2 separate regions of the Canis lupus genome follow, and region 1 is linked to region 2. The links are chromatin contacts, called in public Hi-C maps. All regions are on one chromosome and are shown on one strand. Each heading gives the region's core, a stretch centred on a gene start, on an enhancer-like site or on the middle of the called end of the contact. The rest is flanking DNA. Distances are from core to core; before and after follow the strand shown.

The links. A called contact is a pair of places that touch in the nucleus more often than the background predicts.
Region 1: a contact with region 2 is called in a Hi-C map of skin fibroblasts, with 2.7 times the contacts expected there. The contact joins the promoter of SNX29 here to the enhancer-like site in region 2. A contact is called at or near these places in 3 of 9 Hi-C or Micro-C datasets (blood and skin fibroblasts).

Annotation. Positions count from the first base shown.
Region 1 is chr6:31,125,670-31,129,118 of UU_Cfam_GSD_1.0, forward strand. SNX29 (sorting nexin-29) reads right to left here and starts at 1,956. Exons shown (of 21, transcript XM_038540328.1): 1 at 1,902-1,956. The coding sequence starts at 1,908.
Region 2 is chr6:31,044,774-31,048,640 of UU_Cfam_GSD_1.0, forward strand. It overlaps SNX29 (sorting nexin-29), which reads right to left. Exons shown (of 21, transcript XM_038540328.1): 9 at 2,876-2,994. Among named protein-coding and RNA genes, the nearest start is that of SNX29, 81 kb to the right of the region's middle. Within about 2 kb of position 1,383, at least 3 of the 20 cell types and tissues checked have an H3K27ac peak or open chromatin away from gene starts, as enhancers often do.

The DNA.
Region 1 (3,449 bases), core at 706-3,205, 81 kb after region 2:
GTGGAAACCAGCTCACCACCTCTTCGTTGCAGTTATCACTAATGTTCAAGGACCCAGAAATCCAATTAGGCCAAAAAATCATTTGCTTTGACAACATAAGCTGGACGGACTATCTTCCAGGAAGCCCCCTTCCCAGCTCCCTCATCAGGACCAACAATTTCACAAATCTTGCTCTTGAACACCAGCAAAACAGAAGGTGCGTGGCTTGTTTAAAAATCATCATCATCATCATCATCATCATCATCCTCGGGGGGATCCCTGGGTGGCCCAGCGGTTTAGCACCTGCTTTAGGCCCAGGGCGTGACCCTAGAGACCCGGGATGGAGTCCCGCATCGGGCTCCCTGCAGGAGCCTGCTTCTCCCTCTGCCTGTGTCTCTGCCTCTCTCTCTCTGTTTCTAATGAATAAATAAAATCTTAAAAAATAAAATCCATGGAGATAACTCAAAAGTTAAAACTTCAGAGAGACACAGCCCCTTCGCCCTGGCTCCCCCCCCCCCGCCCCCTCCAGACAGCCGGGGTGGAAGGCTAGGGCCAAGGGAGCCGGAGCTGGATGCGGGGACTCCCGAGGCCGGTCCACGTTACCGGGCCGGCGGGCGGCCTGAGGGGAGGCGGGTCCTCCCGAGCAAACCCAGATCCCGGGCCGGGCGGGCTGCGCGGCTTCCCGGAGCCGCTCTCCACGCTCAAACACCCAGGAATGACTTAGCACCAAAACACCAATAGATCGCTTCGGAGGACGGCTGGGAATCCACGGCCAAGTCTAGGGACTAAACTTCAGCAACACGGAGCACAAGCTGTCCACACCCACCTGCCTCCCGCTCCCGGCCTCCGCACCGTAACCACGCCCCTCCCCTGCGGGCGGGGTGGGGAGGGGGCGGCTGGGGGGGCGGGGAGGGGGGCTGCTGGGGGGCTGCTGGGGGGCGGGGAGGAGGGGCGCTGCTGCTGGGGGGCTGCTGGGGGGCTGCTGGGGGACTGCTGGGGGACTGCTGGGGGGCTGCTGGGGGGCGGGGAGGGGGCTGCTGGGGGGCGGGGAGGGGAGCTGCTGGGGGGGCTGGGGGGCTGCTGGAGGGCGGGGAGGGGGCTGCTGGGGGGCGGGGAGGGGGGCTGCTGGGGGGGGCTGGGGGGCTGCTGGGGGGCGGGGAGGGGGCTGCTGGGGGGCTGCTGGGGGACTGCTGGGGGGCTGCTGGAGGGCGGGGAGGGGGGGCGCTGCTGGGAAAGTGCCACCGGGGAAGGGGCCACCCGGATGGGTTCAGTAGGGGACAAGGACGGCAGGGGTGCAGGGCAGGGCGGAGAGACCTCAAAGAACTGCAAAGGAGCGGGAGTATGGAGAGAAAAAGAAAAAAAAAAAAAAAAAAGGCGAAAAGGTAAGGAGCCCGGACCAGAGAGGGACAGCCGGGGGCTGACCAGCAAAGCGGCGGGGGACAGGGCGCGAGGGGACGGGAGGGGCGAGGAAGACAAAGGGGCTGGAGAAGTCGGTCCTCCGGGGGCGGGGGCCCGGGGCCCCGGGGGGCGCAAACGAAGAGTCCGGGGCCGGCACCCTGCCCCGGGGGCACCGGGGCGAAGGCAGGGGGGCCCGGGGAACGGGAATGGCTGGCGGGCAGGGGCCCCGGGGCTGGGCTGGGCTGGGCTGGGCTGGGCTGGGGGTCGGGGCAGCCCGAGGTCGGAGGGCGCGGGCCGGGGGGCTGCAGGGCCGGGGTCTGCGCACGGGCGCCCCGGCGCTGGCCGCGAGCGGCGGACCGCAGGCGGGGACCGGAGCCCGGGCTCGGGACGCCGGGGCAGCGCAGGTGCCCGGGGCGGGGGGTCTGCGAGCCGGCGGGACGCGGGGCTCGGCGCCGGAGCGTGCAGCTGCAGCGGCGGGAGCCGGGGCGGCCCGGCCGGGTGACAGCCGCCAAGCCGCCACTCACCGCTCATGGTGCCGCTCCCGGTGCCTGCGCCGCCGCCGCCGCCGCCGCCGCCGCCGACGCCGGGCTCCAGACAGGCCGGGAGACAGCGCGCCGCCCCGCCCGCCGGCCCCGCCCCGCCCCGGAAGTGGAGCGCCGCCGCCGCCGCGGGCCCGCCCCCGACCCGGAAGGTAAACACGGCCGGCCGGGGGGCGTCGGGGGAGCCCGCAGGTGGGAGACCCGCCGCGCTGCGACCGTCGCGGGGCGCGCCTGGACCGAGCCGCCGGGGAGGCCGCGCACCCGCCTCGAGGAGACCGAGCCCGCACTGTCCCGGGGAGCGGGAGGGGCTAGGAGGGAAGTGAAATCGGGTAACGGGCCAAGCCGTGGGAACCGGGCATCTCCGGGGGCGGGGCGGGGGGGGGCGCCTCAGGAGCCGACCTTTGAGCGGAGACCTGACCGATGGCTGCGAGGCGGCCGTGGAAGATGCACAGGACAGGTGTCCCAGGAAGGAGCAGCGGGTGCAAAGGTCCCGCCTCGAGGGGTTGGCTGGAGCCAGGGGGTGGGTGAGAGACAGGTCGGAGAGCTGGATGGAGGGCCTTGTGGGTCTCGGATTTTTCCGCTTTAAGTAGGTAAGGGAATGGGGAGCCGTTGGAAGAATGTAAGCAGAGGAGTGACGCGATCTGAATTCGTTTTTAAGATTTTATTTATTTATTTATTTATTTATTTATTTATTCATGAGAGACACAGAGAGAGAGAGAGAGGCAGAGACACAGGCAGAGGGAGAAGCAGGCTCCATGCGGGGAGCCCGATATGGGACTCGATCCCAGGATCCCGGGATCACAACCTGAACCAAAGGCAGACACTCAACCGCTGAGCCACCCAAAAGAAAACAAAAAGAATGAATTGTAGTGGGGCAGGGTGGAGAAGGGGCACCTGGTTAGAAAGCCACTGCAGTCGGTTGCCCAACAAGAAATAGTATGCCTGGGGTACGGTGGCGTTGGAGATGAAGGTGGATGGATGCTGCTGGGCCAACATGTGTTCATAACATGAAGCTCAGGTTACTGCCCCGTTTTGAACATGGAGGAGAGGGGACCCAGATAGGTTAAAAGGGCATTTTTCCAACTGGTTTTGCCCAAAACCTGGAGTAAACAAATACATTTTACATTCCAACCCAGTGTACACATGCATACATTTAAGGAGATGTTTAACAAAATAATTACATGGGTAATGTATTTTCTTCTATTTTTCTTTCTTTTTTTATGCTAATGGAGACAGTTGAATGATCCACTAATAAATCCTGATCCACGTTGAATACACTGAATTGAGGACTAGGCCCTGCAGGTAAGTGGAGGCAGAATTCCAGCCAAGTTCTGTGTGACCTACAACTCCACGGTCTTCCTACTACACTGTCTCAACACAAAACCTCTGGCCACTGGCAGTTTATCTTTTGGATTCAGGAGAAGTCAAGAGCTCTTTGGAGAAGGCTGTCACGCAGCATTATTTATGACAGTGAAAGAGTGGAAAGTACCAAACCCCAACTGTGGAAGAATAACTAAGCAAATCATAGCCCAC
Region 2 (3,867 bases), core at 133-2,632:
ATTTACTACAACGCAACACTAAACCCAGGACCCTCGGTGAGGAGGCGAGCAGTAATGTTCCACGTGTGCAGTGGGTAGAAAAATGGGTTTTTGTTCACCTCCATTGAGTATTCGTAGTTGAAACAAACTTCGGGGGTTCTCTCTCCCTTGCAGCTTCAAAGAGATGTTGGTAAACGCGCTTTGCTCAGTTGCAGGTAATAGACGTGCCCAGAGGAATGACTGTATCTAATCCTCCTTCCGGGCCTTGTGGGACCCTGGCTGGTATCTTCCTTCTCTGAGCCTCTAATCCCAGAAATGCAGCTCCAAAGCACAGCCCCTTAATCCACAAGGCCTCCTTGTCCAAGAATCAGAGGATAATACTTCTGTGTTCAGAGTCCCCTTCTCTGCCATCCTCTCCCTCCTCAGATTTAGCTACCGAAAACATTCATCTTTCTTCACCATGTGCCTCCCCACCTCTTCCTCTAAATGCCCTCAAGGGCACTAGAGGCACTAGAGGCAGTAACACTTTCAAAGATGATGAGAAGGTCTCTTAAGGGTAGAGTCCTCTGTGTGCAAAGCTGTCATTAAGGACACAAAACAGCTCCCAGTCACAATGAGAAGGAATAATTTAACTTTCCTTTGTAGGAAGATGTCAATTTGAAGGGACACCGGTCAGAAATGAGCAAAAGAAAAGGAGCTGGGAGAGACATGCTGACATCGTGCACCCAGAGCCACCCAAGGAAAGGCCTCTCTGGCAGGCAGGCCAGACCCAGCACCTCTGGACCAAGTGCCACCCAAGGGAATGAGCATCGGGCCAGGAGGGACTTGAAGCAGCCTGGCATTCCCATCAGGTAGCAGATTCCTCCAGTTCTGATTCTAGTATCTTCTGCAGCCCGAGCATAATTTGTCTTCCTATGCAACTCCTACCCACAGTGACTTTGCCCCTGAGGCTGTCACAAGCTTCCAGGACGCCTGGCAGCTTCGTTACTAGAGTAAATTAAAAAGTTGGCAGCCCAGCTCATACACAGCATTTCTGATGAGGATAATCACGATAAGCTGGACCTCGGGGTCCACTAAAGGGACCAGATGAAGCCTCTGGGTCAGGAAGGCTGGAAGGTAAGCAGTGGGACCCTGGGAAAGCTGAAAGGGGGATGCCTTCACACCAGGATGCTGGAGGCCAGCCAGAAGCCTCTCCCTGGAGACACTGCAGGAAAGCCCAGAGGGAGGAAGAGCGGGGAGTTCTCTAAGACTAAACCCCAACACAAACGGCAGGCAGCAGTGCCCCAGCCCTCAGCCCTCAGTCCCCAGGCCCAGATGGGTGAGAGGAACCCAGCTAAAAAAGGAAGGAGCCACTGAAACAAAACAGAGCACCAAGGGCACCTGACAGCCCAGCGACCATTACAACCCAACACAAAGGCCCCCTTGGTAGGGAGGGAGACAAGGTGAGTGGGAGGGACACTGGCTCATCAGGCGGACGCCATATGGTCCCAGATAGGTGTCAGGACCACCTGCTCTCTGCAAGCTAAAAGCTTCTGGCTGAGGACAAAAGGGGAGGGAGTGAGAGAGGGCAAAGACTCTCAAAGGAAAGAGGAGAAGGGCAGACCCCATAGGGAAGTGTGGGGCACAGAATGGGGGAGACACAGGAGCACCCTCCATTCCAACCATCAGCTCCCGGCCCACACACATCCTACACCAGGTGCCCCGCCACGCCACTGCTGCGGTGCCACAGCAGGCTTTCACGAGGCCTTAGCTGGGGCCTGGCACCTTGCCCCACGTTCACATGGGGAGCCTTCACTACAAATCTGAGAGAAAGGTAGGGTAACAGTGACCAGCCTTTCCTCACAGGCTGTGGTGGAGAGGGATGTACTCATCGGATGGGCCACCTTATGGTCCTGGGCTCACTCCAGGACAAGGGCTGGCTGCTGTTACCACCGTCGGTTGCACCTTCCAGAGAGGAGACCCGCTGGTGGACTGAGTCACCCACCACACACACTCAGCAGCCCCAGTTCCCTGCTGCTCAGAGGGGAACCCACCCTGCCGGTGCGGCTCCTGGGGCTGGGCCATCTGATCCCCACCCCAGACGGCTGCCAGCTGGCGTCCCACCCGCCCCTGCGTGCCAGCTACTTTGGGTGGGTTTCTGTGCCCGCCAGTGACAAGGAACAACAGTCTATCATCTGGTTCAGACTGTAGGCAGCTTCCTGAGCAGTTGGTGGGCCTCCGTTATGATTTCTTAAAGCTGGCCTTGGAAGGGTGAGAAGGTGCCTGTGGGGAGGTCAGGGGGGCACTAGGGCCTTACTCACCCAGTGGTGCTGTGGGGCAGTGACGGCCACCTGGCACTGCACTGAGCTGCTCCCTGCACAAGGGGCCCCTCCTCCCCCTCCCACCATTCCCCCAGGACCTGCTTTAGCTCAAGAAAACAGTAACAAACCACAGGAGAGCACACTCAACCAAATGGAAGGAGTCAGGATCACTTATCTTCTCCCTGTACAGGCAGGTCTGAAGCAAGCTGCTCTCTGACCCCCACGTGCTTTGCTGCAAAGGGTGCTGGAGACTTTAGAGCTAAGTGTTCTCTAACTTTCTCCCTCAAAGGCAAAATTAAGGGTCACCATTTGTGGTCAGTTTGTACATGACCAAGTTCCCAAAAAATCACTAGTAAGGAAAAAAAAACAGGCTTCGGGGCTCCTTCTTGACTTGTCAGCTGCTCTGGCCCAACACACCCGCTCTGGTTAGGAACAACTCAAACACTCCGGTTCAGCAAGAAGAGAAGCCAAACCCTTATTCCCTTCCAGTCTCCCGCTCTGAGCCCCATGCCTCTTTGCTCCCTCATGCCTACAGAGAACTGGTTCTCCAGCCAAAGCACAGGAGTGGAGGGAAGGAGGAGTCAGGAAACACCCACCTGCAGGGCTGTAGGAGCCCACTCCGCTGACCGGAAAGAGGACTTCGGCATCACCGTGCAGCACCTGCAGAGGAGCCCAGCTGTGCATCTGGGAGAGGTGGGTGTTCCCATCCAGCGGCCTAAGGTGAGAGAATACAGCTGCGTGACAGACCGAAGAGCCTCTGAGGGCTCAGACCACCACAAGCATCGGTGGGCCTCCCTCAAGTTCCCTCTTGGGAACCAACCAGACCGTGACAGGGCTAAAGATAGGAGGCCCATGCAGTCCAGATCCAGACCTCATGCATCCATTCTTCCAACCAGTATTTACTGAGCACCTACTGTATTCCAGGCTCTGTGCTCACACAGATTTTGTGCTGGCCAAAGAGCCAGCCAACAGTGTTCATCTTGCCCTCGAGGAGCCTACAGTCTGGTAGGGCACCAGGACATGAATCCCACAATCCCACAAGAAGATGTAAGACAGCAGCTCAGATTTGCAGAGCTGGTCAGGAAGGCCATGGAAAGTTTCCCTGAAGAAGGGAGGTTAGAGGTGAGAGCCAAAGGCAAGAGCCACAGTAAACGGAGCAAAGAGGACAGAGGGGAGAATGCAGGAGAGGGAATGGCACGTGCAAAGTTCTGAAGCAAGAGGAAGCACGGAGTCCCAAGCTCTGAAATGATGTCAGCCAGGTGACCTGGGGCTAGCGTCCCTTCGCTTCACTGGTTCTCAAACACTCATTAGTAAAAGTGCAGAATCAGACCTAATTGCATCTGGGTCCCTCCCAAGAAAAGGGGTCAGCTTAAAGATTAACCGGGCTCATATGACCAGTTATGTCGTCACCTTATCCACGAAGTACAAAAGCAACTTGGACCATCTTTGTCACACCAGCTGGTTCAGTTGAGTTTGTTTGGGGAAGGATTTGCCCACAGGAGCATTTGCCTCTGGGCAATTAGGAAACAGTAATAAATGCCAGGCTGTATTTGCAGGGGACTTTAAAGTTTATAAAATCACTCTGTAA